2 separate regions of the Mus musculus genome follow, and region 2 is linked to region 1. The links are chromatin contacts, called in public Hi-C maps. All regions are on one chromosome and are shown on one strand. Each heading gives the region's core, a stretch centred on a gene start, on an enhancer-like site or on the middle of the called end of the contact. The rest is flanking DNA. Distances are from core to core; before and after follow the strand shown.

Evidence for each region. A called contact is a pair of places that touch in the nucleus more often than the background predicts.
Region 2: a Hi-C map of the N1E-115 cell line shows a contact between it and region 1, with 13 times the contacts expected there. The contact joins two enhancer-like sites. A contact is called at or near these places in 1 of 39 promoter capture datasets (embryonic stem cells), 1 of 484 Hi-C or Micro-C datasets (the N1E-115 cell line) and 1 of 9 other capture datasets (macrophages).

What each region holds. Positions count from the first base shown.
Region 1 is chr14:70,776,692-70,784,449 of GRCm38.p6, reverse strand. Dok2 (docking protein 2) reads right to left here. Exons shown (of 5, transcript NM_010071.2): 4 at 7,453-7,634; 5 at 5,956-6,991. The coding sequence ends at 6,377. Among named protein-coding and RNA genes, the nearest start is that of Dok2, 6.2 kb to the right of the region's middle. Within about 2 kb of position 3,194, at least 125 of the 459 cell types and tissues checked have an H3K27ac peak or open chromatin away from gene starts, as enhancers often do. A contact at or near this core is called in the N1E-115 cell line, where this site is marked.
Region 2 is chr14:71,559,933-71,567,690 of GRCm38.p6, reverse strand. No RefSeq gene overlaps it. Among named protein-coding and RNA genes, the nearest start is that of Gm34819, 57 kb to the left of the region's middle. Within about 2 kb of position 2,875, at least 1 of the 459 cell types and tissues checked has an H3K27ac peak or open chromatin away from gene starts, as enhancers often do. A contact at or near this core is called in the N1E-115 cell line, where this site is marked.

The DNA.
Region 1 (7,758 bases), core at 1,945-4,444:
CCCACAGTTTGACTTCAAGTCATTCGTTTTGCAGGTCTCCAACACCCTTCTCTCTATCTCAAACATTCCTTCTCCAAGAACCCCTCTCCAAGCTGAGGCTGAGGAGTCCTCAGCACTCCCCCTCCTAGTGTGGAAAGGAAAGGCTGCAGGCAAAGCATTTCTGACCTCTCCTTGACCTCTCTTCCTCCTTTCTTCATTCTTTAGAACCATGTGTCCAGGCAAATCCTTCCACCTCTACCAAGCCCAAGTCTTCTCTGCAAAGACTGTGGGGAAGCTGCTTGCCTATGACCCAGTGACCCTATTACTAAGATAAGCATAATTTGACTGCTGGTTTGAGAGCCAAATGAGACTGTGGTAGACACCGGAGCTCAGCATGTGCCAAGCACTGTCCTGGGAGCTATGCTTTCATTCATCCCTTTTATCTTTGCCACAAACTTCAAAGAGGAGAAGTGTTACCATCTCCTTTTCCCCCAGCAAAAACTGATGCAGGTGCCAAAAACACAGCTGCCTTTGAGCAGAGGTAGAACTTGAACCCAGGGAGTCAAGCTGCAGCCTGTGTGCCCAGCCCACAACATTAAGCTGTCCCAAGCATGCTTGCTACAAAGATGGAAGTGTTGTGAACACTGCATACCACTGCCTTCACTCTACCATCCCTATCCACAGCCTGGAGATTGATGGACTCTGCTCTGTGCCGGGCAGTAGAGGACCAAAGCCAAGCAATGATGTACAGCCTCCTGCCAGGGGGAAGCCAGCCTAGCACCTAATTGGATCAGACCCCCCTCCCAGGATTCCTCTACCTCCTCCTCTCAGCTCGCTATCTCTCCAGCCCTGCCCTGCCTGAGGTTCTGCAGCTGCCCCAGTTGATTTTATAAATGGCCCTTGCAAGAGGTGGGCACCTTGGCTAATTGAATCAACGCCCAGAAGGCAAGAGGCAGGAGGCTGGTTAACATCAAGGCCGAAAAGTGGTGGCAGCAGCAGCCTGAGGAGAGTCCCCAGGGAGGGCTGAGTGAGCCAGAGAGGCTCAAACAATCAGATGCTGAAACCTTTCCAGATGCTGAAAGTCCAGGTGGAACCTCCTGGGGGGGGGGGGGGGGGGGGCTGGCATCCCCTTCTCTAAGCGTGGGGCAGGTTTACTCAGATTAGCTCACACACACACACACACACACACACACACACACACGCACGCACGCACGCACACGCGCACATGCACGTGCACACAGTTTATACACTCTGAAGAAAGTAGGAATAAAGAGAAATGGGAGAGTCAGAAAAGAATGGGAATGACACAGCATTCAGCAGTAGTGAATTTGGGTACATGCCTCCAAGCTGGGGACCTGAACCCTGAACTCCTATCTGCCCTGATGCCAATGCATGGCTGTGGCACACAATGACATCTCAGTCAATGACAAGCTGTATATAAAGTCTGTAAGATTAAAGCAGATGAAAAAAAAATACCTCCTGCCTGGCATGTTTATGGACCCTCTTCTATCTTGGATGTTTATATATACACAAATACCATTATGTTACCAATACATCCAGTATTTCACATATAACATAGCTCTACATGTTTGTATCCTAGGTGAAACAGGCTATGCCACACATCTATAATATATACATATTACAGATATATTGTGATTATATAGAACATATATAAATTATATATTACATGCATATATGTGTTATATTTATATAGCAAATAGTATAAATTATATTTACACACAGACATATATACAAACATACCATGTACCTTAGGTACGCAGTTATATATCACATAGGTATAAAAATTCAGTGGTGCAAGATAACCTACAGAATCAACTAGCCTGGGCCCCTAAGGGCCCACAGAGACTGAACCACTCTCCAGGGAGCCTGCATGGGACTGACCTAGGCCCTCTGCACATATGTTACACTAGTGCAGCTTGGTCTTCAAGTGGGACCCCTAACAGCCGGAGCAAGGGCTGTTTCTGACTCTGTGGCCTGCCTTTGGGACCCTTCCCTCCTACGGGGCTACCTTGTCTAGCCTCAATAGAGGAGGATGTGCCCAGTCTTACTGCAACTTGATATGCCAGGGTTGGTTGATGGGAGCCCCCCCCCCCCTTCTGAAAAGACAGAAGACAAGTAAATGGAGATTGGCAGGAAGGACTGGGAGGAGGGGAAGGAAGGGAAACTGTGGTCAGGATGTAAAGTGAAGAAATAATTAATAAGCCGGGCGTGGTGGCACACCTTTAATCTCAGCACTCGGGAGGCAGAGGCAGGTGGATTTCTGAGTTTGAGGCCAGTCTGGTCTACAGAGTGAGTTCCAGGACAGCCAGGGCTACACAGAGAAACCCTGTCTTGTAAAACCAAAAGAAGAGGAAGAGGAAGGAGGAGGAGGGAGGAGGGAGGAGGAGGGAGGAGGGAGGAAGGAGGAAGAAGAAGAAGAAGAAGAAGAAGAAGAAGAAGAAGAAGAAGAAGAAGAAGAAGAAGAAGAAGAAGAAGAGAAAAAGAAAAGAAATAATTAATAAAAGAATATTCAGTGGTGACAATGTGTAGTGACAAATTTCTCAGAACATGTCCATTCATTAGACAACCTATGACCTCAATTAAAAGATTAAGCCAGTCTATAATAGTCCTAGATACACCTAAGTTTCTCATAGTATCAACAGGTACTAAGCAGCTTGCCTAGAGCCAGAGACCCATTCTGGGTGGCAAGGTCTTTGTAAATCCTTTGCTCGGGCCCACAATGGCAGGTCTGTTTCCTTCCTTGCCTGTGCACTTTCCCCTGGCCGCCTGGGTGGCTCAGCGGCTCTTGAAGGAGGCCTTGCCTCAGTGTGTCTGTCTGTGGTGCTCTCAAGCGCTTCTCTCCCTGACCCATCAGTGACCGCCTCTGCTGCTCCCCACTGCTTGCTCCTTTGAGTTGGGGCTAGGGGCTGGGGAACCTTCCGGAATCCCAGCTTCTGAGAGAGAGGGACATACAAGTGGCAGTTGCTCTGTAGTATTACTGGATGAATGATGCACACACATCGCGGTGACACAGACACAGCTAAAGCTAGCTAAGAGGCATTCAGAGCTCCCTGCAGAATGGGGCACACCCACTGGCTCATTTCCTCCGAGGACACTAAAAACCTAGTCAGCATTTCCCCAACAGCCTTCTAAGGACTTTCATTGCCACTCCCAGCTTCCCCAAATGCTCTACTTCCGCAGCTACCAACCCCTCACCCCACTTTTCCCCAATCAAGCTGTCCACCACGTCCCCTGGTGAGATCACGTGATCTCAGAGTAGAGCAACCAGAAAGTTCTGTCTCTTGAAGGTGAAGGGCGCAAAGAGATAGGGATCGGCTCAGGATCCCATATTTTGAAAGCGTGTTCACATTTCCGGAGGGGAATCCCAAGGTTCGGAAGACTCCCGAAGCTGCCCCTCACCACCAGATCCTTCAGGTAGAGAAATTCGTCCCTCAGGACCAGGCACCCACCGCGCCTCGCAAGCTTAGTCCCTAGTTGCAGTTTCCACAGGCTGGCACTGCCCCCTGCTGGGCACATTCGGGATGAGTGCGTCAAGTGCCAAGTGAGGAATCAATAATGTGGCCTTCTTTGCTTTGAGACACAAAGCGTCTACCTGACTCCTGCCCCAATGCTCTTCCCCCATGTCCTGAGGAGCCTGGGCTCCTTGGAGAATTGGACCCGCAGATTGAATGCAAACCTTGGCACAGACAAAAGTGGCAGAGAACCTCTTACCTGCTCCAGCTTACGTACTCCGTTAATAACTGTCAAAAGCTACCATAAGACAAAACCTAGGAGGCCACACACCCGGGGTCTTGAAGGCATGGATCTGTGTGTCTGTTGCTCATTACTCTCCTGGATGCTAGAACCTTGTCTTGCACTAGAACCTCACTGTGACTGGACAGAATGCAGCCGCCGTCTTTCTGTTTGGTTGGTTGGTTGCTTGCTTGCTTTTTTGCTTCTTTGGTTTTTTAGTTTTTCGAGACAGGGTTTATGTATGCAGCCTTGACTGCCCTGGAACTCTGCTCTGTAGAACAGGCTGGTCTTGAACTGAGAGATATGCCTGTCTCCGGAGTACTGGGATTAAAGACTCACCCCCTGGCTACTGTAGCCATCGTAATTAACCTCAGCATGTGAGGATCCAAGCTCACTACCTGAAACTTAAGTGTCGCCTTGGAAACCTCTCTTCTTCGTCACCCAAGCTGCACAGGAGCTAACTCTGTAGCAGCTTTTGAATCCCAGGAACCCTTTCAGTGGCATCTCTACGCTATACCTCTCACCCCCAAGTCCAGCTTCCCAGAGCTGCTGTCCCTAAAGATTTATTCCTGTGGCATTCCTTACCCAAGAGCCTCAAACCTCCCTTCCTTCTCCCACTAACAATGAGCTTCCCACAACATACTCCGAATCTGCTGCTGCCGACACTACCCCTCCACCTACAGCAGGTTTCTGTGTTGCTAAGACCTCCCAATGTTCATGTCGTCCTAAGCCAAAGAGGCATGGGGCACACCTGACCTACCAAGAGATTGGAGGCCATTGCCAATGCCCCGATGCCGGCGCTGAGGAAAAGGAGCCCATCCATAGAGATCAGCTGATCAAAGTTCAGTGTTCAAAATGTGGTTTCTACTGGATGGATGTTTCCTGCTATCACTAAGTCAACATTCCAACTAAACAGTGATGGAGCAGCTCGCTCTGGGTCCAATTCCTTCCTGACTCCTTCTGTAGCTTTAGTATTGTTCCTTCCAAGATATCCTCTCTCTCTCTCTCTCTCTCTCTCTTTCTCTCTCTCTCCCTCTCCCTCTCCCTCTCCCTCTCCCTCTCCCTCTCCCTCTCTCCCCCCAGACCCCTTAAGTACCATCAAAGCCCTTCCCACCCTGAAAGGCCCACCTCAAACACCACCCTTTGCTATGAAGTCTTTCTTGGACATTAACTGCTTCTGAAGCACCTGGCCTTGGGCTGCCTATGTGGCACTTAACATTCCCTTCTCAAGGACAGCCATCTGTGCCTTGTCTCTCTCAGCTTTACACATATATGTAAGGAGGGGTGGGGTGGGAATCATGTCCTAGGAAAGGCTGGCCAGGACCACACAACCGGTAAGTCTTATTTCTAGTGCATAAAAGATACAATAAGTCACTCATTTCTTGGGACCCATGAGATGGTTCAGCAGGGAAAGATCGCCAAGACTGATGGGCTGAGCTCCATCCTGGAACCCATGGAGGATGGAGAGAACTGATTCCTGCAAGTTGTCCTGCATCCTCCATGTGGGAGCTGTGACAAGCCCTGCCTGCCCATACACGCAGAAGTAGATAAATGTAAAATCTATTAACTGCTAAGTCTTTCTCGAAATCCAGATTTGCCATCAAACCCTTCACGCATCCACTGCCATTTTTCTGTCCTTGCAAAAAGTAAAAAAGCAGATGTTTGAAGGTTTTTCATGCTTTGAATGGACCTCATGTTTCATATGTTAAAAACAAAATCTCCCAAGTTATATGCTCATGGATTTGGAAGCAGGGCTTTGGGATTGGACGATGAGGGCACTGTTTCTGTAGATGAATGAAGTGATTCAGGAAGCAGTGCATGATCCAGGGAACAGCCTTGCTTTCTCTCTATGCTTGCTGTCTTCTTGTCACATCATGTCCACTGTGGTATTATCATGCAAGAAGAAGGCTCTCACTGGATACCATAAACATTTTGTGTTTGTGGACTCCCCAGCCTGAAGATCCACAAGCTGAAAATAAAATCTTTTTTCTTCATAAACTACCTAGTCTGTGGCATTCAGTTATAGAAACAAAAGACAGATTAAAATAAAGATTTTCCTAGGGGGGGTGGGAGGGTCCCAGACCTCCTGGGGCCTCTGACCCTGTAGACAAATGCTGAGGACCCAGCAGAGGCCCAGGGAAGACATCCCAGCCAGTGGAAGAAGCACTCGGCAGGTCAGCCCCAGCATTCTCTCCCCTCACAGCATTACAGGCCACAGAAGAGTAGTTCGAAATTGGTTTAATGTATAGAAAACTCTGGGAGCTAGAGGGACAACAGCTACTCTCGCTGCTAACCAGAAGCCAGGGTTGTCCCAGGAACAAAACATCTATAGGCAGGAGGCCTGCCCACACCGAGGAGCCAGGACATCTGTGGAAACCCTTTGTCTCTTAAGAGAAATGGCCCCAGTTCCCTTTAGACCCAAGGCAGTGGGAGGAAGTGGAAAAGTGTAGGAGGAGGGTGGGTCCCTCCAGGGCCCTCTTTCTGCTCCAGGCTAGTGACTCACACAGTACACAAATAAGGCACACCGAGCCTGGGGCCCAGGAAGGGGCAGTAACCAAAAGGACTCTACCAGAAGCCACCATTTCCCCTCCACAGCTTCCGAAGACCTCCCTGGGAACCACATATCCCATCTTCTGGCCATCCCCTACTTTGGGCCTTTTTTAAGTATGACATTGTCATACTCAGTTGCCTGTGGCCAGTCAGGCACAGAGGAGTCTTGCTGGAGGGAGCTGGGACCCCCATCGGCAGTGGCCTGCTCCCTCCATGTCTCCCCTGAGGGCCTCTGTGTCCTGTCATAGAGGGACAGGGCAGCCACACCCTCAGGCTCATCATATATATGGTCAGGTAGAGGGGCCCCAGGATCCTCCTGAATGCTGTCATACAGTGGGTCGGGAAGGTGTGGAGGGGGGCCCGTCAGGAGGCCCCTGAAGCTCTTCCTCAGGGAGTGAGCCACCGTATCAAAGGGTACGGCATACTCCCCCTCAGGGGCCCCTGGCCTCATGCCAGGCACCAGTGTGCCAGGGGATGGAGAAGGCAGAGAGTCGTGGGGCCGGGAATAGGGGCTTTCAGGTCGAGGCAGCACAGTGGGCATCATGGGCCCTGTGGCTGGCAGGGATGGAGGCCCGGAAGGGGTGGCATTCTTCTGGACAGCAATGACCTTTTCTAAGGCTTGGAAGATCTCATTGCCGTGTCGTGTTTCGAACTCAAAGTTGCCCTCTCCAGAGAGACAGCGTCTGCCAGCCTCAAAGGAAAAAGTTGCCTACAGTGAGGGGGGAAAAGAGGGAAAGAACTGTTCTTCCCTGGACTCCACCCACATGGAAAAGTGCTGACCCTGGCACCAGAAACTTCTCTTGGAGCTCTTGGAGCTCTTGCCCCTCTGCCTCTGCATTTTGTTTGTTGGGGTTGGTTGTTTACTTGGGAAAAGGCTCTCACCATGTAGCCCAGGCAGGCCTTCAACTCTGTCTCCTGCCTCAGCCCCCTCAGTGCTGACATTATAGCTGTGTGCCACCACATCTGGCAAGAACACGCTCCTCCCCATCCCTTCTCCACATCATCTCTCCTCACCTAGGCCTCTTGGCTTTCACTCCTTCCCCTCCCACCTCTGCTGTCTCTCTAGATGACCTTCCTCCTCGATCCACTCTCTCTTTATTGGCTCTCTGCCCCTCCCTCGTTGTTCTCCTTAGGTAACTCATCTTTGGTCTCAGCCCTTCACTCACTCACCTTGTCACGCCCAAAGCGTCGAAGAAACCTGTAGGGCCAGTCATATAGCTGTGTGCCTGGCTCAGGGCCACCCCACAGCTCCAGGGCACTCACCCCGGTCCGGAGAGTATAGGACCCTCGGAGCCGGCAGCGCTCACTGGCTTCTGTGGGTCGTATGGTCACCATATATTCCTTGCAGAGCCCTGGAGAGGAGAAGAAAGAGAGGCAGCTTCAGGAAACAGTGGGCTCCTTCTCCACCAACCCATCCTTAGTAAGCATGCCAGAAATTCTTGAGAAAACCCTGTTCGTGTTATCTGTGATCCCACC
Region 2 (7,758 bases), core at 1,626-4,125, 780 kb before region 1:
CCCATTTAATGGGCTTTAAAAATAGTAGTACTTCATCCTTGTTATGTGGAAGAGGGTGAAGCAAATGAGCTTGCTACTCCCAAAGCTATAGTTGTGTAGCCTCTAACTCCTTTCCAAGATTTCAAACTCAACCTTTGTGTGTGTGTGTGTTTGTGTGTGTGTGTGTGTGTGTGTGTGTGTGTGTGTGTGTGTGTGTGTGTGTTGGAAAACATCCTCATTGCGAACAGCAGAGGATCTATCTGATGAGGAGAAGGGATGCTTACTCTGAGTTTCCTTAATCTGGCCTGTGGTCGTGGTGTGGCCGAGGCTTTGCTCATATGCATTCTTTGTCTGTCCTCACATGCTCTTGGTGTTCACTTCTTAGTTATGTAGGCCCACCAACAGCACTAGTGAAGATTTCTAGGTGATCTTTAAGTTCTATTGATTGTATTTAGCATGTTAGATATGTATCCTGGCACAGTCCTACTGAACAGTGTCCCACAGGGTTCTCTGAGCTGGCAGTAGCCCACCTACTTCCTAGTCCTTAATATGGTTCCTTAAAAGTAAGAGTGACTTCTGATACATATGCAGCTAGAGACACGAGCTCTGGGGGGTACTGGTTAGTTCATATTGAGAGGCCCATTGGTCTAGCAAACTTTATATGCCTCAGTACAGGGGAACGCCAGGGCCAGGAAGTGGGAGTGAGTGGGTAGGGGAGTGGGGGACTTTTGGGATAGCATTGGAAATGTAAATGAAGAAAATACCTAATTAAAATAAAATTTAAAAAAGTAGGGGTGACTTACATTTACGTGGTACCTTCCAGAACATCATCACTTCAAGTCTAGTTCTTGGGCCTTGCTCTCTTTCAAGCACTGCGCCTTATTCTAGCTGGTGAGCAAAGCTAGACATTCTCTTCCTGACTGAGTATGTTTATAGGCACTGCTGTCGCCTCACAGAGTGGCCTTTCTGCCTGACCCCTCCCCCATGGAGATAGGGTTGCTTCGTCTTCCATGACAGTGTTTCACCAGATGTGGCTCCTCATAGCTTTGACTTTATCTTAATAAATAATCCTCCATATTTAGCAGAAATCATTGCATCTTTGTTTAGGGATTAGGACTGGAGATATATTTAAACTACATTGAGCCCTGGTAATCCTGAAAGGGCTAAAGCAATCCTGATAGTGTTAGGAGGCCACAGCAGTTACTGCAGTTGCTCAGCCACAGATGTGATTAAAGCAGGAGTCTGGGCTCGGTATGGAGTAGATAAGCAGAGATCAGTATGCATGTTCACATGTGTACACAGGCTTGCTCTAGTTTGCAAGAGTGATTGCAAACACACATGCCTACACATTGCAAATGCATGAACTCAGAATTATGCTTGGCAATCCCACAAATTCACCTAAGCCTGCACAAGTATGTGGGAACTATGGCTGCCCATGCACATAAAAGTATATATACCCAGCTGTGCCATTTTAGAATACTGAGATGAGTCTAAGTACATAGGCACAGGAAGCCACTCCCTTGTACTTTTCATGCCCAGATCTAGAACCGATTGCTCACTTGTCTCCTAGCACAAAGTACAGCACCAACAGTGAAAGTCCCTGCCTTGCAGACACAAACTTCCAAGGAGCTCTGAAGGCTTAAGAGTATTTCCTCCTACTGTTATGCACAAAGGTCTCCAGCTCCTGGGGTTTTAGGAAAGGTTTCTGGTCTGCCTCAAGAGGGTAGGAAACTCAACTGCAGCTTAATTAATTTAGCCCTCTTATCCCAGGAGACAAAACATCACTAATAGCATTAAAGTGTCTCAGCTCCTTACCCACAGTCTTGTGTGGGGCCACCACCACAATCAGTAGTGGCTTTGACATTTCCTTCATTTAGTCATGCATCACCCTATCAGGTATGTCTCAAATTTCTTCGAGCTGTCCAGATCTGTGCAGTAAGTTCTATAGGGGATGTGTGTATATAATATAGGACACAGTTCTGCTTTTGAGATTTTACAGGAGCAAAAGGCTCATTGAAAAATTTAGTCTAATGGGATAGTAAATGGCAGCTTCTAGGGGTGAAATGCAATAATCCTAATGGTGGCAATAGCAAATGTTGAAGGGTCCCCAAAATATGCTAGAACATTCATTACAAATATTCACTGGACTCAGTGTATATTCATGCCCATAGCTAATATTTACTCTGGTGATATAGGACACACAAATGGATCATAGGGGAAAGACACAGGCAGTGTCTGAAGAAATTGATAGGCTGGATTTCACAAGTTCTCCCTCCTTTAGCAACATGTGTGTGTGTGATGTGTGTGTCTGGCTTAACAGTTAGAAACAGCATGGCAAGGTTTCCATTGGGGAAGGTCAGATAGGCACTTTCTAGTTAGCATATGTCACAACTCTGGACTATCAGAAGAGATTTAGGTTCTAGCATAAAGTCTGTCTGGTCACAGTGAGCCACTCTTATCACTGAGAGGATATATTATATGGGTGAGCCAATGTGACTATCTACTATTCAGTTTCCCAGGTATAATCATACAGGGGCATACTTGCACTCAGATCTCTGTAAGACTTGTGGTGTCAAACCCACTACTGATCTCTTTCCATGGCAGTAGTGAAAGGTAAACAGATTTGGAAAGAGAGGCACGAGCAAGAGCTAGGATGCTTAATAAACCAGAGGCTCTTGAGCTGAGTCATGGAGTACGATGGCATCAGGCCAGGCAGAAGGGACAGAGAACAGAGCATAGGATAATGATGCTTCATTCTCAGTGAGAGAACAAAGAGCAGCGATGGGAGAGTAGTAAGCAGGGAAAAATGGCCTCCTCAGACTAGCCAATAAAAATTCATGAGGATCTGTTGCAAGATAGAAACTATCAGGCATTGAGAATTTAAAGCCAAACATTAGTCATTAAGATTTCTTAGACAAGTAGGGAAAGAGGCAAGTGGCCAAATGATAGCAGGCCAGTTGGGGTGGGGGAGTTCTTAAGCATTCATACCCAGCCATGACTTCAAAATTTTCTAGATGAGGAGGTGGGAAAGGCTGTGCAGAATCCTACTTCTACATATGCAAAATCTTAGCAGAGCAGGGTATAGATATTCCAAGGTTTTATGCCATGTCATTTTCCTGAGCAGCCTAGGGACCCATGTGTTTAGAAGGATCTATCTTGGTTTTGTTGGTGGGTTGGTTGGTCGTCTTGTGTTTGTTTGCTTATTTGCCATCAGCAGGGCCAGCTTACATCTAATCACATAACTGTTAATGTTAGTAAATACTCACCAAGTACATATTTTATAGAAAGGACACTCAGGTTCACAGTTTTGGCACCTGTCATGGTTATTCCTAATTTGTTTTGTACACAGATAGTCAGGTAGTACAGACTGGCCTTAAATTCAATAGATAACAGAGATGACCTTGAACTCCTTATCCCCCTGCCTCCACCTCTCAAGTGCTAGAATTATGGGCCCAGGTATGTGATATTGTGTCTTACTGGTTATGATTAGTGATTCTTCTTTTCTCCAAGTTATATGTAATGGATCTGCAAGTCCTGCTGCCATTGCTTCTAAGCATACTCCCAGGATACTACCTCTTACCATTGCTATTGCTGGCTTTGAAATACAAATCTCCCTTCTAATTGACCTCTTTGCAACAGCAAAAATGTTTCCTTTAAAATATAAGTCATTGCCAATGAGATAAATCTGTAGGTAAGTGTACTGGTCAGGCACCAAGGCAAGCTAGACTACTTGAGTTTATTGTCTGATTCTTGAGAATGAAGAGGCTCCCACCAGTTGTCCTCTGGCCTCTGCATGTGATTCATAGCACAAGTGAGCAAACATACATACACATACACACACATGCACACACATGCACCACACACACACACACACACACACACACACACACACACACTATAAATACTATTTAAATGTCATGTTACTGCCTTGCATAAAAACTTACAGATGTTTACCAATACCCTTAGTACAGCTTTCACCCATGCCTCATGTCCTGGTAGTGTGGTCCATGTCTGCATCTCTCGCATCTAGATGTCATTCTACCTGTCATTCACCTGAACTTCTTTCCAGCCCAGAACATGGAAAGACATCCCTGTCTCAGGGCCTTTATGCTTTCTGTTGTCTGTGTCTGACTCTCTCTTTAACAGGCTACCAGGACATTGGCTCCTTTTGCCTATGCAGGTCTCTGCTAAGAAGCATCCCTCATAGAGATCCCACTAGATTCTCCATCTTGTGTCCACATCAGAACCTACATATACCTTCACCTGAATGGCTATTTGGTTGCCTCACCTTATTTATTGGCATCTGGATGTTTTGTCTATCTCCTTTCCTTTGCAGAGTAAGACCTCTCTCTCATAGAGGTCTTGCCGAGTTCCGAGTTCGTTGTGCCAGCATCAAGAAACATGCCTGGCATCATACTCGACAACTTAGTGCTGAATGAATAGAATGTCCCTTGGCTGATATATGTCACTAGACCTGACTAAAGCTACTTAAGAGAGGGAAGACTGAGTTTGGCTCATAGTCTCACAACATGGAAGACATGTCACCTGGAGGAAACTTGTGCCCACATTTGTAGAGACACAAAGTGGCTTGCTCATAGTTCAGTTGAACTAGAAACATGCATGGGCCATAACATTCAAGCCTTTCCCCTTCCCCTTCCCCTTCCCTTTTCCCTGAGACTTACTTCCTTCAGGTAGGCCTGGCCTCCTAGAGGTTTTGTAAACTCCTAAAATAGTGAGGTGAGCTGGGACTACATGTTCAATACAGGATCCTATGAAGGAAACAGAGGCTTGTGAACAATGCCAGGTGTAGCTGAACACAGCTATAGGTTCACAACACTTCTCCAGAAGGATTAGCGTGAATACCATAAACCTACTTCAGGGCACACAAGGTGAGACACAAGAACAGAGATGGACACAATCCCCCCCCCCCCCAAGAAGCCCTCAGAGAACAGCAGAGACTTTGGAGTCAACAGTGGAGCCAACTGGCCACATTGATACTACTAGGGAAAATATTACAGAAAAAAACATGAGCCAGAGGGCATTTAATTGAGGAGAGATTCAGACTTACCTCATTCATACCTCTGCCAGGGAACAGATTTGAATGGACTCCTATGGGCTCATTAAAGAGAGGCCTGAAGGCTCTTTTTCTGTTGGGGCAGAAAAAGAGCTCTTCAGAAAGAAAAAAAAATGATGAACACCCCGAACACACACACACACACACACACACACACACACACACACACACACACACACACACACACAGTGAATTAAACTCCGTCTCTGACTCTGACTCTCCTCCCAGGCTCTGTGAGAACTAATACAATGTTCTATATAGTAACCCACAGCATTCTTCAGCTATACTGGGTTAAAGGGTTGAAGACCCAAGATCCATGAATACTATCCATATGCAATAAGAAAATGGTAGAAGAGATCTCTCCCCTCCTTGGTAATGCTGAGTCCTGGATGGTGTATAGTCACTCCTCTTACTGACAGAGACTGGAACTGCACTGTTTGTAAGGATGCAACTCCCCAGCAGATGGTGAGTCAGACCTCGATGTCTCTATGTGTGCTTTGTACATTTTACTTGTTGGTAATGAATTTACAAAACCTTTAAGTACGGAAAACAGAGCCTTCCCACGAATTGAACAGATGGGAGAGGAGGCTTTCTAAAGGCTTTTCAAAGTGGCCCCCTTCTCACCCCCTCCTGGCTTAATATCTCTCTGTGTGTCTACAAATGCTTTATTAGTTGGGGGCGAGGGAGAATCTGCTCAGCCTTTCTTTCTCCAGCTCTCTGGAAAATATGAGGCAGTCTGGCCACAGTTGAAAGACCATTAGCAAGATGGCACTGGGTCCTGGCCAAAAACTTTAAACTGCCATATCCTGGAGTGTGACGTAACCCACAGAGAGAATCAAGAAAGGGGACTCCTTGCAATGCTTACTCTGACTGCCTGGGGGAGGTCAAGAGACACAGGCTTCATTCCAGGCATCCATAACTGAATAGACCACAGTTGCAACCTAGAGGTAGGTTTCATTAATAGCCCCCATAATTTCTATTCCTATAAGCCATATCCTGAACCTTGGAATTTGGCCTTATGCACCTGCCTCAAAGGGTCACATGCACCAACTCTTTTCAAAATCCTATTTTTATTAGTGTGTGCATTCTTGTATAAGATGTGCATGTAGGTGTGCACATGTGGAGGACACTGCACAACTTTGTGGAATAGAGTCTCTCCTCCCATCTTCATGCAGGTTACAGGAATCAAACTCAAGTTATCAGCTTGGGAAGCCATGACTTCAGCCACTGAGCCCATCTTGCTGGCCCTTATCTATGTGCCTTATCTCTTGATGCCCAACTCAGCAAGAGAATTTCCTTGGTGAATGGACTGTTATCTCACCCGAGGCAAGCCAAGATTTTTTATTTTCTTTTTCATGGTTACTATTGTATGTCAAGTTGACAAGGATGAAGCATGTCGAGAGAGCTGGTCAAAGCACTTTTCTAGGTGTCACTATTGAAGTTGCTTCCAGAAGAGACTGATTTCTGAATTGGTTGACTGAGAAACTGAGATTGATTGCCTCAAGGGAAGCAAGGGAAGCGAGCATCATGCAATCTAGTGAGGGCCTAATGGTGAGAGCAAAGAAATGGCAGGAGATGTAAAGTCCTTAGTCCTAAAAAGTCCAGTCTGTGGCAGGCTCTGTGAGTAGGTGATTCCCTCCATGGAATATCCTAATCATAACAACCAAAAGACCTATCTAGGAAAGTCAGCTCTACTGCATATTGGAAGAAACAACACTCTAGCACTTGATGATGGATGCAGGTAGCATCTAAGAGTTTAGGACCACAGTTTGTGGCTCTCTGGCCTCTTCTGTAAAACAGGGCTTCTAAACTGAGGAATCCTCCATTATGCTCCAAGGATAGAAACTGAGAGAAAAATTTCCCACCTGGGTCTTCTCTAACTTCATCCTCAAAAATGTCCCAACTCACTGATCTAGCTGTGGGTCTGGTAAGACAGCCATTCTCATATATATATATATATATATATATATATATATATATATATATATATATATATTCCTGGCCAGCAATCAATGTACTAAAAATGTAATGTGTATGCAAACACAACACTTAGAACTCCACACACAGTGGAATTCTTCTCTGCCAAAAAAAATCAATTGTGGAAGGGTATGTAAAACCACAGTAACATTAACTTCGCCTAATGAGGCCATTGTACTAAGTGAACACCTGATTTCAGAAGTGGCTCAGTGGAGCAAGGCTGCACCATCCTGTCTCATCTAATGGCAGTGCCCTATCCCAGAGCTCTGCTCTATCCCAGGTGAGCAGAAAGCTCTTGAAGGATGGAAGGGTGTGAGGCCAGTTTGGAGGCAGTGAGAGAAGCCAAGCTGGCAAGCAAGGAGATACCTTCCACTGGCACATACCTGATTTGTATCTCCTTCCCTGTTCAAAATTCCCTACTTTGAGGATAAAAGTGGAAAAAATACATAAGACAGGGAAGGAGAAGGAGAAAGGAATTACGAAGGAGCAAGGTAGGAGTAGATGGCTAAAGGGACAGGCAGAAATGACAGACAGGCTGAGAAGAGTTCCATGGAAGGGAACTATTCTGAGAATTGCCTATCTAGCTACAGGTCTGGCATAGCCTGGGATAGGGATTTTAGAGACATCTTCATTTTCAGGAAAGGAGGGAGGGCCAGAGAGTGAGGTGGATTCTGTCAGTGTTGAGATGTATCAATCATTGTGGAGAACTTTATTGTTAAATAACCTCC